2 separate regions of the Ovis aries genome follow, and region 2 is linked to region 1. The links are chromatin contacts, called in public Hi-C maps. All regions are on one chromosome and are shown on one strand. The core of a region is the stretch at or near the end of the contact, and the rest is flanking DNA. Distances in the headings are between cores, read along the strand shown.

Region 1 (5,834 bases), core at 1,008-3,507:
TAAAACATGTAAAGCACTTAGGTGGCTGTCTGACATGTAGTCAGCATCGTGTGTGTGTGCCCAGTTGCTCAGCTGTTTCTGACTGTATTATTCTTGGTTTAGTTTACATCAAACTAGCTGATTCTTCTAGTATACTAGGAACATATCAGTGGCAGGGTAAATCATCATTAGCAGTATTTTAAAAACATTAGTATGAGTATTTTTTAAAAATCTACTTTTATTAAAACGTTTTCATTTTTATTAATTTTTATTTTATATTGAGGTACAGTTGATTTATAATGTTGTGTTAGTTTCATGTGTACAACAAAGTGGTTCAGCTATACAAGTGCATATATTCGTTCTTTTCCAAATAATTTTCCCATGTAGTATTAGTGTTTTAAACGACTAACTTTCGGCATAGTGTAGGTGCATTAAAAGAAATTTAGTTCAATGAATTTTATATCAGAATAAGGCAGTTCTACATAATAGCCACTAGATGGCAGCAAAACCCTTCATAAGAATCAATTCTTCTGCAGTGTAAAACTGCAGTGTAAAAGACCTATCCCTTTTGTCTCCTTTATTTGTATAACCTCATCGTCTTATTTGTACAACTTCATCGTTGTCACAAAATACCACCTGCACCACCACCACCATCATCAACAACCAAAGCTAGAAGGAAGGCAACTCATAAAGAAGTTCAGAACTTTGTAATTGAAGACAATTCAGACTTAAGGTTTTGGAAAGCCTTTGCTGAAGAATTTAGAAATTATTAATCCAAAAATGCTGAAAATATCCTCACTGAACCCAAAACTAGTTGCTACCCACCCACATTTACATAATAAGAATCTCTGACAGTCATGAGAAAAATGTAGACTCCAGCTCTCTGCAAAGTGACTGCCACATAGGGACCAATTGTCCCTGAGAATGACACACTCCTCTTCACTTATTAACAAGGAGTTGTTGTTTTCCTATATTGTTTGGAATGGGGGTATTGTAGGTATTCACTGACTTAATTTCCGGGTTTACTTTCCTCTTTGAGAGTTTCTATAGCTTATTTTCAAATGTGTTTTTGGTGTCTTTCATTTGCAGTGAAGGAGTTCATTTCTTTTTCCCTTATTTCCAGGTCCTCAGCCTATTCTTTCTCCATGTGATTCTCATGTATAACTTCTCATATCAGTGACATTTCCCACTATATCACTCTCAGTATTATTATTACATTATTGTCAGTAATGATTCTCAGTGGGGAGGGGGCTGTGTATAGCTGGGATACCTCTAACCTTAGAGTCTGATGAGCTTTCAAAAGCCATTAGTTTTCCCAAATTAGCAACAATGAACTGACCCTCACTCTTAGAGTGGGACTTGCTCTCTTTCATACCTTTAAATATTCCTAGACCCTTTCACTTTCTACTTGTCTTTTTTCCTCTTTTCTTTTCTCCCCCTTTCCATTTTCTATTCTCCATCTCCTCCTTCTTTGCTCTCCCTGTTAGAATTCGAATGATCTCCCTTCTACAATGTAAAGTTAAATCTATAACAATGAGAGAATATCCATATAATATAAATTTGATCTGAAAAATGTTAGAAGGGAGTTTTCTTGCATACTAAATGTGTGTATGGTATCTTGGTAGAAAAATATTATTTCCACTTAAAAGCAATGCTCAATCATTGCTGTCATCTGCCCATATCTGAATGAGCATCAGCTGAACAGAGGAGCAGAGGCGAAGTGCAACGACCTATTTAGGATCAACTGAAATCACGCAGATGAAAAATGACTACAATTCCAGTCTCCTTTTTCTAATGACAATCTCTGTCCAAGTGGAGAGAGGTTTTACTTGCCTACTCGTTTCTCAAAGCGAATCTCCATCTGAGATTTAGACTTCTTTAAATGGGGTTTGGAACCTGAGCAGCTATGGTTCAGGTTATCACAGAGGGAATTCAATTTCTCGCGATGCCCTCTTCTTCTTACAAAGCATCCAACTGAGAAAGCTCAGGCAAGGATCAGGAAGAAGGAATCACCGCTGCTCTGTTCACCCTAGTCACCAAACCCATGCTGACCAGGTAGTAATGCAAATGAGCTAAAGCCACCCCCAGCACACTGCTATTCTTAATAAAGAGCTGAAGGAATTTCAAAGGAGGAAAGCATGCTTCTGTATTCCCCTTGGGGCAACATGAATTCTGCTAAGTAGTTCCCTTTCAGAATACACAATGTAGAGTCTATTCTATACCCCTGTGCTTGCTGCCTGGCACAAAATGTACACACAGCTACAGACGTCTGGGTTTGCTTCTCACCAGGGGCTGGTGGAGAGTCTCCAAGCACGTGGGTGAAACTGTGGCGGTGTGATCATAGCTAGCCTGAATCTTGGCTTATGTAACGTAGTCTGTTTGTTGATGGGCTCCCGTTCAATCGGCCCAAGAGTGGGTACTGGAAAACTTGTGCTCAGTCCCAGTGAGTGCTAGACTCAGGCACCAAGAGGTTAAACTGAGAATCTTTAAGGAAATAAACGTGGATGCCTGTGCATGGCCTGGTGAGGAATGACTGGGATGAATAATGGAGGCAGTTTAGGGGGTCTGAATTAGGTGGGGGAGGGTGAGGAGAGTGAAAAAGGAGAAGCAGGGAAGGGAATTATGAAGGGGAAATTCCCTCGCTACTAGCAGCTAACCGTAGATCATTGGAGTTTGTTCCTTATCAAATGTAAGCAGGAACCGCGGAATGGAATATGGCTGAGTGGAATGCTTAATAAAGGCTTTCTCTCACTGCCCTTTCAATCTAAATACTGAAGTAAAGATAAGCAGCAGCTTGCAGGGCTTTTACAAGGAGGCAAAAGAGTAGAAAGACAAGAGTCATCAGTGGAGGATTTGCCACTGTAGGCACAGCTGATTGTACTGTGTTTAAAAAAAAAAAATCTTCATTCGTTTTTAGTCAAAACATTTTGTAAAAAGTATTTCTACTTGCTCTGGTATTCTTGTCCATCTGCCCATCTGAAGCGACCTCACACTGCTTCCGACTATTTCGCTGAGGGTTTAATGCAAATAACCAAAATCTTTCCACTGTTGCCCCTTCGGAGTTGCAGTATTTTCACTTCTCTATAAATACACCCGGCAACAAGGTATTTGGAAAACTCCCCAAGTAACAGAAGTGTTTTGAATTTCCCTTGTGCAAATCTCTCAGTGGATCCTCCATAACCGCTGACTTAGGACTGTAAAGTTGAACATTAATGAGTTCGCTATAGATCTCCCTCCCGCATAAAAAATTCTTTTTGGTATGGTAATTTTGTTTACTTCTCCCGAGAGCCAGTCGTTACCGAAATACATCACTAGAGGGCGGACTTTCACAGAAAATACGCCAGTTCCCTGCTCTGGCTGATCGCGTCTCCTCCCATTTGCAGGATGGAAGAAACAGGTTTTCTTCGGAGGTATTTTCAGTTCAAAAGCAAGTTCTAGAACTTTGGTTTATTATTAGCCTGTTCTCTTACTTGGGTGGAAGGGAAGAGAGAAAAACAGCTCTGTCTGCAACTGTTGTATTCCACCCCGATTCAGTGACAGCCTCAGAAACTGTTTCCAAAGATGATAGAAAAGAGCCCGATCGCGTAGGGACGTGAGAGCACAGGCTCCGGCCTCTCTCAAATGACAGATCGTCTCACGTTACTCAAGAAACCACAAAAGATTCACACCCACCCTCGCCTCCCCCAGGCCTTGTCCTTTTGCAAGTGATTTGCAATCCCAGACAAGTATTATATAACCATGAAGCAGAAGCCTGGAGCTCTGGCTGGTTATTTCTTTCTGAGAAAAGACATTTGAAAAAATCCTGTTATTACAGCACTATCTTAGATGCCTGTGGGATAAACGTTTCTGAGAATGGTTATAAATATGAGGCAGTGGAATTGATCAAAATTTGCATCAGTGCTAAAAACTGTGACCATCTACAATTGTCCAAGGGGGCAGTTTGAATGAAAAGAAGCAGTTTGGTGGGATGGATGGCAAAGCTGGGAAACCCTGGATCTAACCAGAGCAGAGGGCTAACTAGCTAGCTGAGCCTCTTTTAGTTAGTTACTTAACTTCTCTGGGCCTCAGGTCTGGGAGCCCATGATTAGATGATCTCAGAATTCTTTCCATTCTAACAAGTTTTTCTTCTTCCAAGAACACACGTAGATGACATTGTTAATTTGACTCCTCATGGAGAATATAGCAGCATTCATGAATAAATCAAGCATTTTGCAGGATATTATAATATTTCAAACTTTCTGAAGTACTCTATATTTCTTATTTATGAAAATAGCTCATTACTTAGCAATCATTTCTTTAGTGTTTTAATTGCAATCGACCCTGGGGCATTTCAGTCCAGGGAATACTAGAAAAGCACTGTGATGGCAAGGAAAAGAAAAAAAAAACTTTGGTTTGCACCCTGAATCTACCTTAGTTATGTGCCCTTGAACAGGTTGTTTAACCACCTGGACTCTGATCTTTTTCTTCTTTTTCTGGGAAGGGGCAAAGTGATGAGAGGATGAAAAATGTTGGAAGGAAAGTTTGAGGAAAATTATGCAAGTGGATACAACACTAATTTGGGACACACAAGAAAGAGAATAAGATGGATTTTAGTCTCCCTTACCTGCTTGGGCCAGCCTAGAGCCCTCTCTCCCAGACCTCACTATTATAATCTAACTGAGCCACTTTGCATTCCTCTGTGTGTTTGGTATCTAAAGCCTATAAAGCTTGTGGCACATAGGAATAGGTGCTCTGGAAGTGCCAGTGAACATACCCACAGGTTTTTGGTTTTTAAACTGCAAAAGAATCTCTTAAGATTATAATTGGAAATAATGGGTTAACCAGATGGCTGGGCACATAAAGAACCATCAACCGTATTAATATTTGTCATTACTACTAAAATGCCCAACTGATAAAATTATTTAGAGAGTTATTTAACCCCTCAAAACTATGTAATATATAGATCTCTTGGTTAGGTTTAAACTTATAAACTTTAGAGTTATATAATCTTGAATGAAGAAATTTAAGGAAGGCTTCCCTGGTGGCTCAGATGGTAAAGAATTCGCCTGCAATGCGGGAGACCTCGGTTCCATCCCTGGGTTGAGAAGATCCCCTGGAGGAGGGCATTGCAACCTACTCCAGTATTCTTGACTGGAGAATTCCCCATGGACAGAGGAGCCTGGTGAGCTACAGTCTGTGAGGTTGCAAAGAGTTGGACATGGCTGAGCGACTTTCACAAGGAGGAGCAAGGAAGGGCTGGATTGGGAATTTGGGATTTAGCAAATGCAAACTATTATATATATGTATGAGTGAATCACTTTGCTGTACACCAGAACCTAACACATTGAAAATCAACTATACTCCAATAAGATACATTAAAAAAAATAAACTTAAGGCAGGTGTTTTTTTTTCAGAAATGGGATCCTGTCTTTCAAAATGACCTCATCTTGGTCTCCAAAAGTTGGACTTTGGGGGCTATTAGAGTATCCAGTCTTTGCAGCCTAAGGAGACATGTGAGAAATCTTTTATCATGGAAGGTACCGATTTCCACAATAGAGGGTAGTGCTGGCAAGAAGACAGTCCTGGTGCGCAGTGGTGGAAGGGTAGGTTGGGGTCCTGCTGTTTACTGTGGTAGCAGCCTCACAGTCATTCCTGCGACTCCTTGACAGTTCCTATTGCTCAGCTAGAGACAGCAAAGAGAGCGTTATTTAAGAAAGATGGTGAAAGATGGTGCTGAGAAATCCCAGTTGCTCAGCTGAGTCCAGAGGCTGGTGTGTGAAGCAGTGTGTGTGTGTGCCCAGGGACTGGGGTTTTCTGTCTTTCCTTTTGGAGTTCCCGGGCCATCTGTGTGTAGAGCAGACACTCCTGGTGCCCTG
Region 2 (5,834 bases), core at 2,490-4,989, 1.1 Mb after region 1:
CCTCTTGGCATTTTATGATTTCATCACCTAGTGAGGAAGGGTACCACCCAGGAGAAAACAGAGTCTGCAGCTAGTTATGAAGGAGTTGCAGTGAGATGGTGAGGTGGTTCAGGGGTCATTCTGATGCAGCTTCATATGCCATCTGTTTTGTTCTCTGGGCATTATCAGCTGTTTTGTCTTATCCAGGCCATGTGCTCTTCCCATGCACTGGGATTCCCTGCCAACCAGGGGCTCTAAGACCAGCTCAGTTGGTGGTGGAGCCTAGTCCTGGCAATGGAAGCAGCTCTATAATTGGCCCTTAATTGGATTGGATTTGGCTCAGAATGACTCCCAGGCTGTCTGTCCCCTGACAGATAACCAGCAGTGAATGTTGTATAGAATCCTGTAAGGAATCTGGGAGGCCATTTCTTGGCTGTTGCTGACAATGGAGAGCTTTCCAGAAGAGTTGACCTTCAGGGTGATGATCTGGGAGTATCTTAAAGAGAAGTTTTCCCCGGGTCCATTTATCTGCCACCTGGTCTTTCTTAAATTAAGACATCCCAACCTGATTTTCAAATTCCAGAATCAAATACGTGTGTGTGCATTGTGTGTGTGTGTGTATATATATATATACATATATATATATATATATACATACATGGAAATGATACAGTATTTTTTTGAGTTAGGCAGCAAGAAAACAGTGAGCAGAAGTGGAAATTGAGATAGTACTTTTCCTTTGAAATATATCTATAGATATAAGTGGGTAACTTAATCCTAGCTCTCTTTCTCTGTGAGAAAAGTCCCTCTGGGTATAGGCAGAGCCATCATCTGTCCTGTTCTGGCCCATTGCATGGGTTGTAACTAACCCCACCCACCCTCAGCACCTGCTGCACCCTGAATGGTGGTCCTACCTTTTTGATATATTTGAAATGAAAAGTGCTATCTCAACCTATGCAATGGACCAAATCAGGACACATGATGGTTCTGCCTATACCCAGAACTTTTCTCACTGACAGAGAAAGAGAGCTAGGATTAAGTTACCCACTTATATCTATTGATACAGATGAACTTAACTATACTTAATCAAAAATTAGTCTTAAAACAAACTCTCTTGATGATACACATCCCACAGTCTTCTACCCTGAGTGAAGCTGGAAGTCACGTAAGAGTGAACTGCAAATTCAACTCCTGCCCTGCCTGTCTCATGGAACTGTTGTGAGCCTCAGAAGAGAGTAAACACAGAAGTAGGCTGGACTTTTTAAAATCAAGTGCAAGAACTTGTTAATATTACTACTGCAAGTAGCTTCCAGTTAAAAGATGGGATTTAAAACTTGCCATAAAACTCCAAATGAGCCTTTATTTCCTCATTGCCTGGTTCTTGACACCCCCTAAAGTAGCCATTTCATAGAGTCTCCAAACTGCCATGTTATGTGGCGGTTGTATTTGGTACTGACTGCCTACCTGTTTCACTCTTGTTGCAAAGCAGAAATGATTCAGTTATCAAATTTAGTTTCATCAGAAAGAGGGAGAAAACGCCCCTGGAGAATACTAAGAGGAGGGGACTGGATGTGAATGGGGCATAAGCCAGGAGAGGATGTCTTAGAGAAGACACAGGGCCGCTTCTGGATGTTTAGATCAACATGGATCTTGTTTTAGTTTCTGGACCAGACTTCACTAGTATACAGTCTGTGTACAAAAGATTACTAAAAATATGAGATGCCTCTGTTTTTAGCCATTAAGCCCATTCAAAATGCTCAGTAAAATGGTGTCTGAAATGCATTGTTTCCCTTTCCCTTGATAGTAAGAGAATGGCGGCTTGACTCTAAATATTTCTTAAACTGATTTTCTTCAGAGAAAGATCGGAAATGCAAACTGGACATATTTAGTAGTTAAAAGTGGCCAAGGAAGGTGTGGAAATCCCTTGAAGTCTCCAAAGATCAAATGAAAGTGCTCAAGTGAAATGTGTGTAATTTTATTGGCTTTGGAAACAGCAGCTGCTGCAGGTTTTGAAAAATGGGACTGCAGTGCCTCCTTCTGGAGAAACATGGTACTTGCAGATTAGAGATCATCTCAGGAGGTCAGAGACACAAGTCCTCCCAGGGGCTTACAAGGGCCTCGGTGAGCTCAGATTAGTCACAATTACTGGGGTTTCTTTTTCAGTGAGCTTTTTCATATTCCCTGGTAAAATATGCAGAACTCCTCTTTAGAGAGTATTTCATGTAAAAACCAACCAACTGACACTTGGCCTTGGAAGAAAGGGAGGGGGAGCAAAGGGCATGGGCAATTTGTGGGGACTAAAAAGGGAATGACGCTTTCTGGATGCTGATTTGTGCCGGGTGCCCCATCTGAGTCAACTCACTCTCTTTCTATTTGCCTCTCATGATTGAGATAATCATTCCTATTTATAGACATGGCTTGGAATGGTCAGGAACTTGCCCAAGGTCACAGACTTACTACGTGACACAGCGGGAAGTGAAGCGCAAATGTGTCCCACTCTATCTAGCACGTCCAGTGCTCAATGTCTTAAATTAAATTCCTTCTCGTGGTAGCACACTATCATAATAATAGCTGCTACTGTGTACACACTATATGTGTGACTTGGTGTCTCTCAGCCTCGACACTCCTGAAGTTTCTTGTGGGGGGATGTTTGGTGGCATCCCTGGTCCCCACCCACTAGATGGCAATGGTACCCACCCTGTATTGTGACATCCATAAAGTCTCCAAACATTGCTCAGTGACCTTTAGGGTGGTGAGAAAACTTGCCCCCATGAGATAGGTATTACTCTCATTTTTCAGAAAAAGAAACCGTGATGAGCCAAGTCACAGACCAAGAGAATAGCAAAGCCAAGGCATGAACCTGTGCCTGCAGCACCTCTAAAGCATCTGCTCTTCAACCCTCTTTCAATAGAATATCTGTTTTCTAACATCCTGTCTGGAATCTCTGTCACTTGTATTCAAAGGCCACAACTCGTTTTTTTCTTCCTGCTGCAGCCATTATGTGCTAAAGTCCACTTTTACATTGTACCCAACTAGACTGGGAGTCCCTCAGGGGACATTGTCTTGTATCACCTACCATTAGTGTCATAGTGCCTGGCATATAGTAGATGCCCAGATGTTCACTTACTAAAGGAGTGAATTCATTCCAGTTCTTTAATCCTTCCCTCCCATTCAAATCCAGCTCATGGTACTAACTTGCTTTATGAAGAAAAAGGTTAATTTGGCTAAAGTAAATTCCAGGTAGCCCATATATAGATGATTCAGAAATGAAAATCAACTTCAATCTACTCTGAATAAATGGATGTTTGAACATGCAGAATTGAATAACCCTGTTTGGTAAGGTTTCAGGATCCGTTGCCTCCGGAACGAAAGGGCAGCCATGATTCCTATCATTTGTATCTAAAATCAGGGGTCAGGCAAAAGCAAGGCAGAAAAATGTATATTATGTGTTCAGGAATTCAGTTGTGCCTCTGACACTTCAGGGCAGGTCTTCTGGAGTGGAAAGAAGTGCCACTGTCCTTTCTAGAGGCTTCCAGTGACTTCTGGGTGATAAGACAAGTTTGCTTTCTGCTGTTTTCCCAGCAGTCAAGATGAAATTGTTCTGAGCTGCCTTTGTGCCACCTGCCTGGTCAAAAGCGACTCCAGTCTGTCTGCAGCTTAATAGAAATGTCCCTCGGTGAGAAGCCAATTGACTGTCCTGCCTGGGATTAAAGCAGCCACCACCTCGCCCTACACATAAAGCCCTAAACCGGAGGGTGTGGACTGATCGGTCCCCGGGCAGGGAGAGGTGGCGCTAAGCACAAGTTAAATGTGCGGGTCTCGTCGTGACTCCTTCTCCTTCTCAAATGCCACGATGTGTCGGGGGAGTTAAAGCGAGCAGCGTTGTCACGATGCAGCCAAGCCTGATGAGACAGCCCGGAATTCACTTCCCCAGTTTTCTGCGTGGGCTGCACACAGCGTGAGAAGGAATAGAGAGAAAAGGCCTCATGGGTAGGAGACTGCCTCTTGATGACACACAGATGCCTGCCAAGCCCTTGCTCAGCCCAGGAGCAAAGGCGGGCTCTGCAGAGGCCTGGCCTTCCTCGGACCGGCCGCAGCTTTGTCAGCAGCAGGCCAGGGCCACGGCCTCCCAGGCACGGCCCCTACTGCCCCTCTCCGTCCTCCTCCCCTCCTTCCTTCCTTTCCTTTCACCTCCTTGGCCTTTCTCTCATTCTTGCTCTGATATTTATAGACAGTAAGGAACCCTTCCTGTTTTCCATGACCCTTAAAGAGAGCAAATGATTCATGCTTCCAGGCAATATTCTGCCCATTCACCTGACCCCGGCTAGACTCCCTGATCCGTATTTGAATCCCCAAAGCTGGTATCCTCAGCGCCTGGTGCAGGCTTTATGCTCAATAAATGCTTGTTGACTGAGTGAATTCATGCATGAATGGATGGATGAACAAGCAAACAAATGAATGAATAAATAAACCAACATGTCAAAGTTGTGATGTCACCTCTTTGTGTAGATGACAGTTTCTGCAGCCTTTTTAAGCCTTTGCTGGTTTTTCCTGCAACCTAACACAGTGAAATATTGGCAAAACCCAGAAGACTATAACTAAAAGAACATTTTTAAAGAATGCAGTGGGTGCTAGTGATTAAAAGAACTGGCTATGGAGTGTGATATCTGACCTCTGTGACTTACAAGCTGTATGACTTTAGTCAAGTTACACAAACTATCACAGCCTTCTTCCCCCAACATAAATGAAACGGGCATCACAGCATATAGTCTGTATAGTCAGCACAAGGAGTAAATGAAATAATGTATGTGAAGTACATATGTCAGGCATATCACGAGTATATAATAAATGTAATGATGACAGTAAAAATGATGACATGGATGTTAGTGCTGATCCATTAACATGGATGTTAATGCTTCATGCCTAACATTCATATTTTAAAAGACTTGATGAGCTGCTGAGATAACCTACTGCTTTCTGATACATCTGAGAGGAAAAAGTAACCTGTCAAAAATGGTCTTGTTTAAGGCCAAATACTGTAATTCAGGTATGCCATGTATACCATAAATATGCTTAGTTTATCAGTTAACAAAAGAATCATATTTAAGAGTGCTCGATTCCTAAGTCTCTGATTAATGTGAGTTGATTATAAATATTGGGCCATTAATTACTATTCTCTTTTTATTAATGTTTTCATTTCTGTAAAATGCATTGCATTGACTTCTTGGGAAAGAATGTTTGCAAGATGGTCCTAACGTCAGTCTTCGAAGTAGATCAATCAGGGTTACTTACACTCAGCGCAACTAACGTTGAAGATTGGATAATACTTTGTTGGGGAGCGGGACTGTCCTGAGCATTGTCGGACATTGACCAACATCCCTGGCATGTCCCCACTAGATGACAGTGGCACCCCATACCTCTCTGAAGTTGTGACCAATCAGACTATCTCTAGATGCTGCCCTCTATCCTCAGAACCACTGGAGATAGAGTAATGAGTTCTATTGCACTGAGAGCAGGGCAAGTGCCAGTGGTAACTGTCCTTTAGCCCAAGGAAATCTACATGCCAGATTACAAGGGTCTACAAAATTGGGTCCTGAGTCACCTCTGCCTTCTAGCGAGCTGGCCAGAGCAGATGTGCCCTTCTCGGGGCTCAGATCTGCTTTCACCAGTTCCAAATCCCTCCTGAGAATCCACACATTAGGCCTTCCAGATCTCTGTTTTAATAGAAACCATCCAGGTAGCTTCTGTGTGTTTGCTGTAGAGAGCCTCTTAAAGCAACTGTCACCATCAGCTCAAAGACTCCTCACGTTCACCTTCAAGAGTACTTTACACCCACACAGGCTGTAACCAGGGCC

What was found. Hi-C and Micro-C count contacts between places; a contact is called where the count stands out from the background.
Region 2: a contact with region 1 is called in a Hi-C map of tail adipose tissue, with 14 times the contacts expected there. The contact joins two enhancer-like sites. A contact is called at or near these places in 8 of 16 Hi-C or Micro-C datasets (blood, hypothalamus, mesenteric adipose tissue and 4 more).

The regions. Positions count from the first base shown.
Region 1 is chrX:18,973,059-18,978,892 of ARS-UI_Ramb_v3.0, forward strand. No RefSeq gene overlaps it. Among named protein-coding and RNA genes, the nearest start is that of TRNAW-CCA, 92 kb to the left of the region's middle. Within about 2 kb of position 2,258, at least 5 of the 54 cell types and tissues checked have an H3K27ac peak or open chromatin away from gene starts, as enhancers often do.
Region 2 is chrX:20,060,527-20,066,360 of ARS-UI_Ramb_v3.0, forward strand. All of the region lies in intron 4 of SMPX (small muscle protein X-linked), which reads right to left. Among named protein-coding and RNA genes, the nearest start is that of SMPX, 33 kb to the right of the region's middle. Within about 2 kb of position 3,740, at least 6 of the 54 cell types and tissues checked have an H3K27ac peak or open chromatin away from gene starts, as enhancers often do.